3 separate regions of the Gossypium arboreum genome follow, and regions 1 and 3 are each linked to region 2. Evidence: chromatin contacts called from public Hi-C data. All regions are on one chromosome and are shown on one strand. Each heading gives the region's core, a stretch centred on a gene start, on an enhancer-like site or on the middle of the called end of the contact. The rest is flanking DNA. Distances are from core to core; before and after follow the strand shown. Region 1 has its middle 62 kb from the start of LOC108475827. Region 2 holds the start of LOC108467151. Region 3 holds the start of LOC108474659.

Region 1 (2,700 bases), core at 120-2,619, 140 kb before region 2:
TCTCTAAAGATGCGTGGAAATTTAGTATTTGCGCATCCTTGGCAGTTCCAAACAAAAAATGATAAATTTAAATTTAACTGAGAATTCATCGTAGATGATTTAAAGGGGCCATACTAAATTAATGTTGCTGCCGTGTGGCATTCTGGGTTTCTCTGCATCCGATTCCTAAAAAGGTTTTTAAACACCCCAACCCCATCCCTTAGAAAGAAAAAGGTAGCCCCGAAGAAAGGAAAGAGCGAGATGGTGGTTTTTGTTGTTCCCGCGAAGCGAAGATCATTCGCCAAGCGAATGAAGTGGGTCAACCTCTTTTTTTTTTCGGCCAAACACTTTTTCTCGCTGGTCGAGCTTTCTCATTTGCTTCGTTAAGAAGTCCTTGTTTGACTTGCTCTTGCAATAGCTCTACCATATTGGTGATAGAATCTGCCAGAGGAACTTTGGGAGGTGACGTTTTGAATGGGCTATCTTTATTACGAATTACTCTTTTGAGTTTTTGGCCCTTGGAATTGTTATTTATTTTCCCTCCAGTGGCGCATGTTGAAGATGTGTTCTTCTTTGGCCCTATTTTATTTTTGAATTGCCCTCCTTGAATTTCCCCCAAAGCACCATTTTTTTTAACGTTACTATTGAATGTTTAGATGGGTCTAACACTCCAATAGTTGGGGTTACGTAACTTCCAGCATCCTATCAGTAGTGGAGCTTTGACTCTGTTGTGAACCCAAAGTTGCTACTGATTGTGTGACATGAATTTTCCCTTCACATTGCACCGTATTGGTTATTTGGCCTTCCGTTCTGCTCATCACTGAGTTTTCTTCCAAATGTTGAGTCTGGGAAGCATTTGTGAAATTTATGTCTTCTCTTATGGCTCCATCAACTTCTGCCCCCTTTTTTGTATTATTTTTATTTTGTAGTGGATCTGATTGACTGTGGTCTCCTGGGTTGTACTTGTTTTGGTTTTCCTTAATGGGTGCCTTAGATTCTTTAATCTGGAAATAATTTTGATTATGCACACCTAGGCTTGATATAATTTCTTTACCAGGCCTTTTCCGAATTTGGCCTATAGGTGGTCCTCCATTCGGTGTTACCAAGGACTTTTCAGCAGACCTTGACTCCTTTTGGGTTTCATGGATCCTTCTCATGGACCCATTATCATGTAGATTTGGTTCGTCGTTTAGGGTTTTCAGTGCTTGAAATTGAGAGCTTCCAAGTCCCTTCTCTCTAACGGCGCTGTTGGTGTTACTCTTTCCTTTTGACCATCGCCGATTCCTTCTTTCCACAATCATCAAAGGCCCATAAGCGTCGGATTTATCAGCGCCGTTGCTTCCTCCTGAATCAGGTCTGACTTCTTGGATTAGTTCGTGCTCCTTACTGCCTTATCCCATCTCTTGTTGTTCAATCGTTGTCTTGGTGCAAATATCCTGTGTATGCCCATAATGGCCGCAAGAGAAACAAACCGTGGGTAAGTATTCATACTTGACTTTTTGCAGTAATCCATTGATAAAAACATGAGATATGAGAGCCTTCCCAAGATTCACATAGACCGCCATTCTTGCAAACCTTCCCCGAACGCCGTTATCAGTTTTAAAATCCAATTTTGCAACCCTTCCTATTATTCCCCCTATTTCTCAGAGTATTTTCCTTTTGTACATGTGCCCAGGCAAATCGGGTAGCCTTATCCAAGCCATGACCATATTCGGGTAGGGCTGCGAAGGACTGAAATCCATATGAACAGTTAAGTATTGGCCATATACTACCCATGGCGCTTGACTTAATACCTTCTCACAATCGGCTGGATTCTGGAACTTGGCTAAGTAGTAGCCGTTTTCGATGTCCATTAAACAAAACGGTTGACTCGGGCGCCATAAAGAATGGATCTTGTTTGTAGAGTTGCGTATCCGATGTTTCTACCTAATAACTTTATAACCACGGTATGTTCCATATCTTTTATGAGTATTTGGTTAATCCGGTCAAAGAAAGCCGGTATACCGTTGACCGAGGATCTGACAATATCTCCGTCAAGAATATCTAGGTCATCATCGTCTTCTTCTTTAGATGATGGTTCTACTTTTTCGTCTCCTCTTAAGCCTGTACCCATGAGGCGATCTTTCCAGGACCTAGGTCTGTCTGGAGCCGAAACAGCGTCCATGGCCACATCTGCATTGCCTTCTTGATTATTGATTATTTCAATTCTTGATAGTCGACTATCTCTTCTCCCTTCTCCAATTTTCTCTCGCTCTTCAGACTCCATTCACAAATTTCTATCAATTTAAAAAGTTAATAATATAAACTATAAAGACAAATTTAAGATTAAATTTGAATTTTAATGAATGTAAAGAAAAGCAGCATAATATGATGCCCCACGTGTCAATGAAAGGAAGTCCCTTTGAACCTTCCTCTTATTAAATTGTATGTAATGAAAAAAAGAAGTCAATTCCCAGTCTTTCTTACTACTCTCATTCCTTGTTCTTCAAGGTGTGTTGTTATTATTATTATTATTATTATTATTACTTTAGTCCTAGAATGACATCATTGGTGATCTTTTAATAATTTGTTATTTCTTATCTTTTTTATTTTTGCTAATATTAAATATTTTGTAATGTTTATTTCAACTCTTTAGATTCAAATTTCTATTATTTTAAAGTTAGAATTAATAGAATTTATTAGTAATGTTTATTTTACTTGCTTCTAATTTTAATCCATAAT
Region 2 (2,766 bases), core at 189-2,688:
TTACATACGCAGAAAAGTCAGCCGAGGCAGATGCTGCACGTAATGCTTTGGTATCCAGGCAGGAGCTCCATATTGCACCTTTATGCCCTTCAAATGTACCAATCCAATCTCCAGTTTCCCCATTTCTTAACATTGGACTGGAGTCTGAATTTCCAACGCATCATTAGAAATAGAGTTGATTTAACATTAAAACAAATCCCATTGACAATCCGATCAACCACAAATCAGATTTCCTGCTCCAAAACTACTATTCCATTTCAAGTTACAGAACAACAATAATTTAACAGTTTTTTACAACAAAACAATAGCTAAAGTCCTGCTCAACGCAATCTACATCAACATTGGAATCGAATTCACATAACTACAAGTCTACTTAAGAGTCTGCAATTCAATCTAATGAGACTAAAATCATTACTATATAACTAATAAAAGGAAAAAAAAAAAAAACTGGCAGTTAAAAAGCCAGCTTAAAACAGTAAATATATAAATAAAATTCAAAACAGAAAATCAATATGATCGGGAAGAGCAGAACAGACTAACTCAAAAGAAAAACCCAAATTCAATTCAACATTAGAGTAACTGGACAGAGATACATAGCTGATTATACCTAAATGATCACTAAAATAAAATTCAAAAGAAGCCCAGATTTTAAATTGGCGTGAATCAATAATGAAAACTGAAACCCATACCCTTACTGGCACTAATAAGAAAAAATCCATCAGGAGTTATAGGACTGTAGAACAAATCAACCACCGGCCTTGAATGCCCATGGCACACTAATGGCACAGTCACCTTTTTCTTCTCCATTTCTCCAATTTAACAACAAAAATAGTAAAAAAAAAAACCAATAAAACAAATACTTAATCCTTTTCGATCAATCTCGTTTAACAGCAAAAAAGATGATTTTTTTTCTTAATCTTAACAAAGTGGGTCAATATTACATAACTGGAATTGTCAAAAATTATGATACTTAAAAAGAAATGCTTTTCCTTTTCTTTTTTTCTAAGAGAAGGGTATAGAGAGGAAACCCTAAGTGTAGGGTTTGATTTCTTTATTACGCTGGAAATTTATAAATTGGTAGATAATAAGAAGTGTTTGGATATGAGAATCAACACAATTTTTTATTGATAAGAATATTTTTCAAAAAAAAAAAGAAAAGAAAAATATATAATATATAAGGGCTTTGAGAGCAAGGAAGAACATGGGAAAGAGGGGTTTATATAATAGTGTGAGGTTTTGGCATTTTGTTAGTATTTGCAAATGTAATTTTTATATATCCTCCCACTTCCATTCAAACTTACTCACCATATCATAACCCAAATTACGAAATTAAGCAATGAAATTTTTGTATAAATTTCTTACTCTGTTCATCCAATCGTGATCACAATAAAATTACGTCATCCACTATCTATTAGCGATGGAAAAATATTTGTTACACAAAGTAGATTACAAGGTTGATAAGTATTATATAATAGTATAAAAAATATTTAAAAATATGTACATGATAATTTTTTTAGATTATATGTGGAATAAAAAAGTATACATATTAGTTCTATATACACGAGTTGCATAATCAATTCAACTATACAAGGTCATTCAATACCAAGTCACGACATAATATCTGAAATCATGTAAACATTTATATTAATCATTATCAACTCATTAGAATCGACTACCAAGTACATATCACCATCATCATGTCATTTAACCATTAGATTTTGGCTTGATGAACTAAATAAACTGATACAGATACGCGGCTATCTAGCCAAAACATGCCAAAATGCTCAACCAAGCTAATCCAACCAAGAACACGTTTGGGCATTAGATGCATGGCCTGTAGACTAACATCCCTCCAGAAACACACCTTGACACCAAGTGCCAAGTATGCAGGCTTACATCCGCCTCCAGAAACATGTCAAAATCACTGTAATATAACTCGATAATCTACAACAAATGTTGGATTCCGATATATTCAACGTATAATATCAAGTCAAGTACTGTCACCTCATCAGATATCAATCTCATACAGTGCGCAAAATAACCTATTAGCATGACAATTGTATCATATCCTATGTTTATCCATGTAACACTCTCTAACCCATATCCGTCCCCGGAACAGGATTACAGGGCATTACCGGTTTGTACAGTTCAATTATAGTTATTTATTAAAATAAATGTTTCTAACCCTGCAAATTAGAACTTCAACCAATACAATTTGCCAACATTCAAATAATCCAAATACACTTAAATATACTCAAATCTTACCAATCTAAAACATTTTATAACCTATCCAATGAATCTTTTTAAGTATATCACTTACTTTATCAATTATTTCAACTTCATACTATATACCATTGCCAACCATAATTTACTTATTTCATCAATACTTTCACAACCTAGATGCATCCTAGGTACATGCCATTACCATTACTTAACATACTTTACCTCATTGAATTCGGGATCGGCCTGGGATATTGATTCAATGGTCTAGTCTTAACTTAACCTGCGCACGGAAACAACCGCACGCTAAGTATTCCATACTCAGTGGTATTACCATAATTCAAATTATAATAGCAGTAATAAAAAAAATTATAATAACTAAGCATCAAATAACGTTTCATTTTCAATAGCTTGATCAATCAAATTTATTCGATTTATCTTTTCATTTATTTACCCCTATTAACAAGACTCGGACCTTGACGGATACACAGATTCCAACCCAAACACACCACGGCACATTGTGCCTAAAACGGTACATAGTACCTG
Region 3 (2,700 bases), core at 165-2,664, 200 kb before region 2:
AGTGAATCTCTGGCCATTACAATGGCCTGGTATGGGTTTGCAACAAAATCTGGGTTTTCATTTTCCTTCAAAATGCTACCTTTCGTTTTCCTAGCAGCTGAAAAGTTTCAAAAACCAAGACATGAGACAAATGATTGAAGAACACTTTTTCGGAAATCGGGATCGTATTCAAATCCGAATAACATAAACCGACCTATAATAGGAGACTGTGGCCTTATCTGCCTGTTGTAATCCAGTGATTTTAAAGCTGATGAAGAATCATATAGTTCCTTCCGAGTTACAACAACAGCAGCTGGGGCAAGCCCGAATTCATCTTTTGACTTGATAAAATGCTGTGGGAAAGAATGTGAATCCACTGTTTGAGAAGCATTTATTTCCTCATTTTCACCTTCTGCAAACAAGAAGGAAAATGCCCTGTGCCTGAAATCGGAGTTTCGAGAAGCGAAAATTGATAAGAACTGGTTCACAGAAATTCCCAACTGGAAATCCCACCATGGAACTTGAAATTCCAGCTTGTTATACTTTTTCTTGCACACTTGCCATTGTAGTACCCGCAGATTACTTGCAACCGTCAATCCACCCCCTAAAGATTTCAAATCAGCACCATGGTTAAAACATATCCCAAGATAAAAACAAAAAAATAAACAATAGATAGGTTGGTGTTGAAGTACTTGAACAAGGAAACCAGTGATCAATGTCCCATGAAAGAGGTGAAGCTGAATCAGCATGGTAATACAGGACATTTCCGTACGGATCCACTCGGATTACTTCCGGATCAAACCCCGCGTTCCTGATTTAAACAAACCCATAGATATCAGAAAAACAAAACAAATATATATATTCGTAAGTTTTTCAGTTCAAGTTAATTACCCTAAATGACTTAGCTGCTTCCACAAGAGATTAATGAAGATTTTTGGCTTAGCTGATGGTCTTGCCTTTGGATCAATAAGTGGGAACAGTTCATCCAGTTCCTTTGCTCTCAGATTCTGCAAAATACAAAAAACAAACTAGTAGTTAATCTCCATTGCCTCGGTTCTCATTTCATCAAAAAGAAAAGAAGAACAAAATCACCCAAAACGCCAAAAACCCATTTCTTCTTAAAAGAATTTTTTTTTAAAAAAAGTGGTAAACAAAATGACCTCGTTTTGGTGCAAAACGTAAGGAATGAAGGTGAAAGGAGGGCCATAGGGGTAGGGACCAAGACTACGGTCCCGGCATATTTTGGCATAGGCTCTGGGGTATCCGAGACCCTCATCGATCACCATTTCCTCGTCGGCGAAGGCGTATTCCACTGCCATTTCTATCAGTGAGATTTTTTCTTGTGAAGATGGAAGAGACGAATGAGAGAAAATGTTGTGTTTTTGGTTTGGGAATTAAGAAATAGAAGCTAACGGTCGAATTGTGTGTATCATTAAACAATAATATAAGAATTTTCCTTTTTGATAGCTTTAAGTTAAGTGGTGCCACGTCAGCGAAATTCGAAGGGGGAGTGCAACGGCTACATTATTCTACATTTGCTGGGCTGGTCCCACGCCAAAATTAAATACTTGGCATTTTCCATTTATGTTATTATACAATGGCCGCGCAATTCGTTTGGTCCAATCGCCTCATAAAATTTATTTCATTATAAAAATATTATTTAGGCCGCCCCTCATCCTAAATATTTCAAGAAATTAATTTAATTATGTTTTTTCGTATTTAAAATTATTTTCTATAAAGAATTATCTTACAATATTGAATGAGAGGGTATCTTTCGAAATTTCTTTGTTAACGTTAGGTTGTGGGTCGTTGAGTAAATGTTTTTTTTTGTCATTAGCTTGATATTTTTAATTTATTATAGGGCGAGCTTAGAATAAATTTTAGAGAACAAATAAAATTTTAATTTTTATAGCTTATATCTTTATAATTTTTAAAGAATTAAATTAAATTTTTATAATTTTAAGAAAGCCAAAGTGTAATTTTATTTTTATTAATTTAAACTTTTTTAAAAATTTTAAGGGGCTAAATAAGAATTTTACATTTTAGGAGCTAGGGCCCCTGCCAGCCCCTAAATCTGCCCTCGCTTACTATCCCCTACTATTTGTTTCTCTTTTCTTTCCTAATATTATATTATAAATATAATTTAGAGATAAATATCAAATTTGTACATGAATTTTAATTTAGTGCAATTAGGCATATGAAACTTCAATTGTGATTCATATATATACATAAAACTTTCATTTTGATTCAATTGTACATATTTAAAAATAAATACATACATTTATTTTTACATTAAATTTATATAATTGTTTGTGTATGCAATATATCAATCTAAAATAGTACTAATTCGATAATGTTGTTAGTGATTTATGAAAATTGAATCAAATCAAAATTTCATGTAAGAAATCTCATAAAATCAAAGTTCATGTATGACATTGCACATTGAATCAAAGTTTATACATAGTTTTGATATTTATCTCATATAGTTTGTTGATAAACTTCCATATCTTTCGAGTTGATTCACATTTATAATTTGATTTTTGTGTTTGTAAATTTTTGTTCATCATAATATAATTATTTATTTACTATATTAATATTTAATCAATAATTAAATTTAGAGTTAAGATTAAATTATTATAATAATTAAACTGAAACATGAAAAATTATAAAATTATGACGTAAACTCCTAATCTTTTTAAAATTAATAAATTATGTAAGAAA

Evidence for each region. Hi-C and Micro-C count contacts between places; a contact is called where the count stands out from the background.
Region 1: a contact with region 2 is called in a Hi-C map of leaf, with 2.7 times the contacts expected there. The contact joins the enhancer-like site here to the promoter of LOC108467151 in region 2. A contact is called at or near these places in 2 of 5 Hi-C or Micro-C datasets (both in leaf).
Region 3: a contact with region 2 is called in a Hi-C map of leaf, with 2.0 times the contacts expected there. The contact joins the promoter of LOC108474659 here to the promoter of LOC108467151 in region 2. A contact is called at or near these places in 2 of 5 Hi-C or Micro-C datasets (both in leaf).

The regions. Positions count from the first base shown.
Region 1 is chr2:21,254,325-21,257,024 of ASM2569848v2, reverse strand. It overlaps the pseudogene LOC108475393. Among protein-coding and RNA genes, the nearest start is that of LOC108475827, 62 kb to the left of the region's middle. Within about 2 kb of position 1,369, at least 2 of the 2 cell types and tissues checked have an H3K27ac peak or open chromatin away from gene starts, as enhancers often do. A contact at or near this core is called in leaf, where this site is marked.
Region 2 is chr2:21,116,919-21,119,684 of ASM2569848v2, reverse strand. LOC108467151 reads right to left here and starts at 1,438. Exons shown (of 7, transcript XM_053024435.1): 1 at 1,363-1,438; 2 at 9-144. The coding sequence starts at 133.
Region 3 is chr2:21,321,364-21,324,063 of ASM2569848v2, reverse strand. It overlaps LOC108474659, which reads right to left and starts at 1,414. Exons shown (of 6, transcript XM_017776653.2): 1 at 1,140-1,414; 2 at 871-986; 3 at 672-790; 4 at 194-583; 5 at 1-97. The coding sequence starts at 1,298.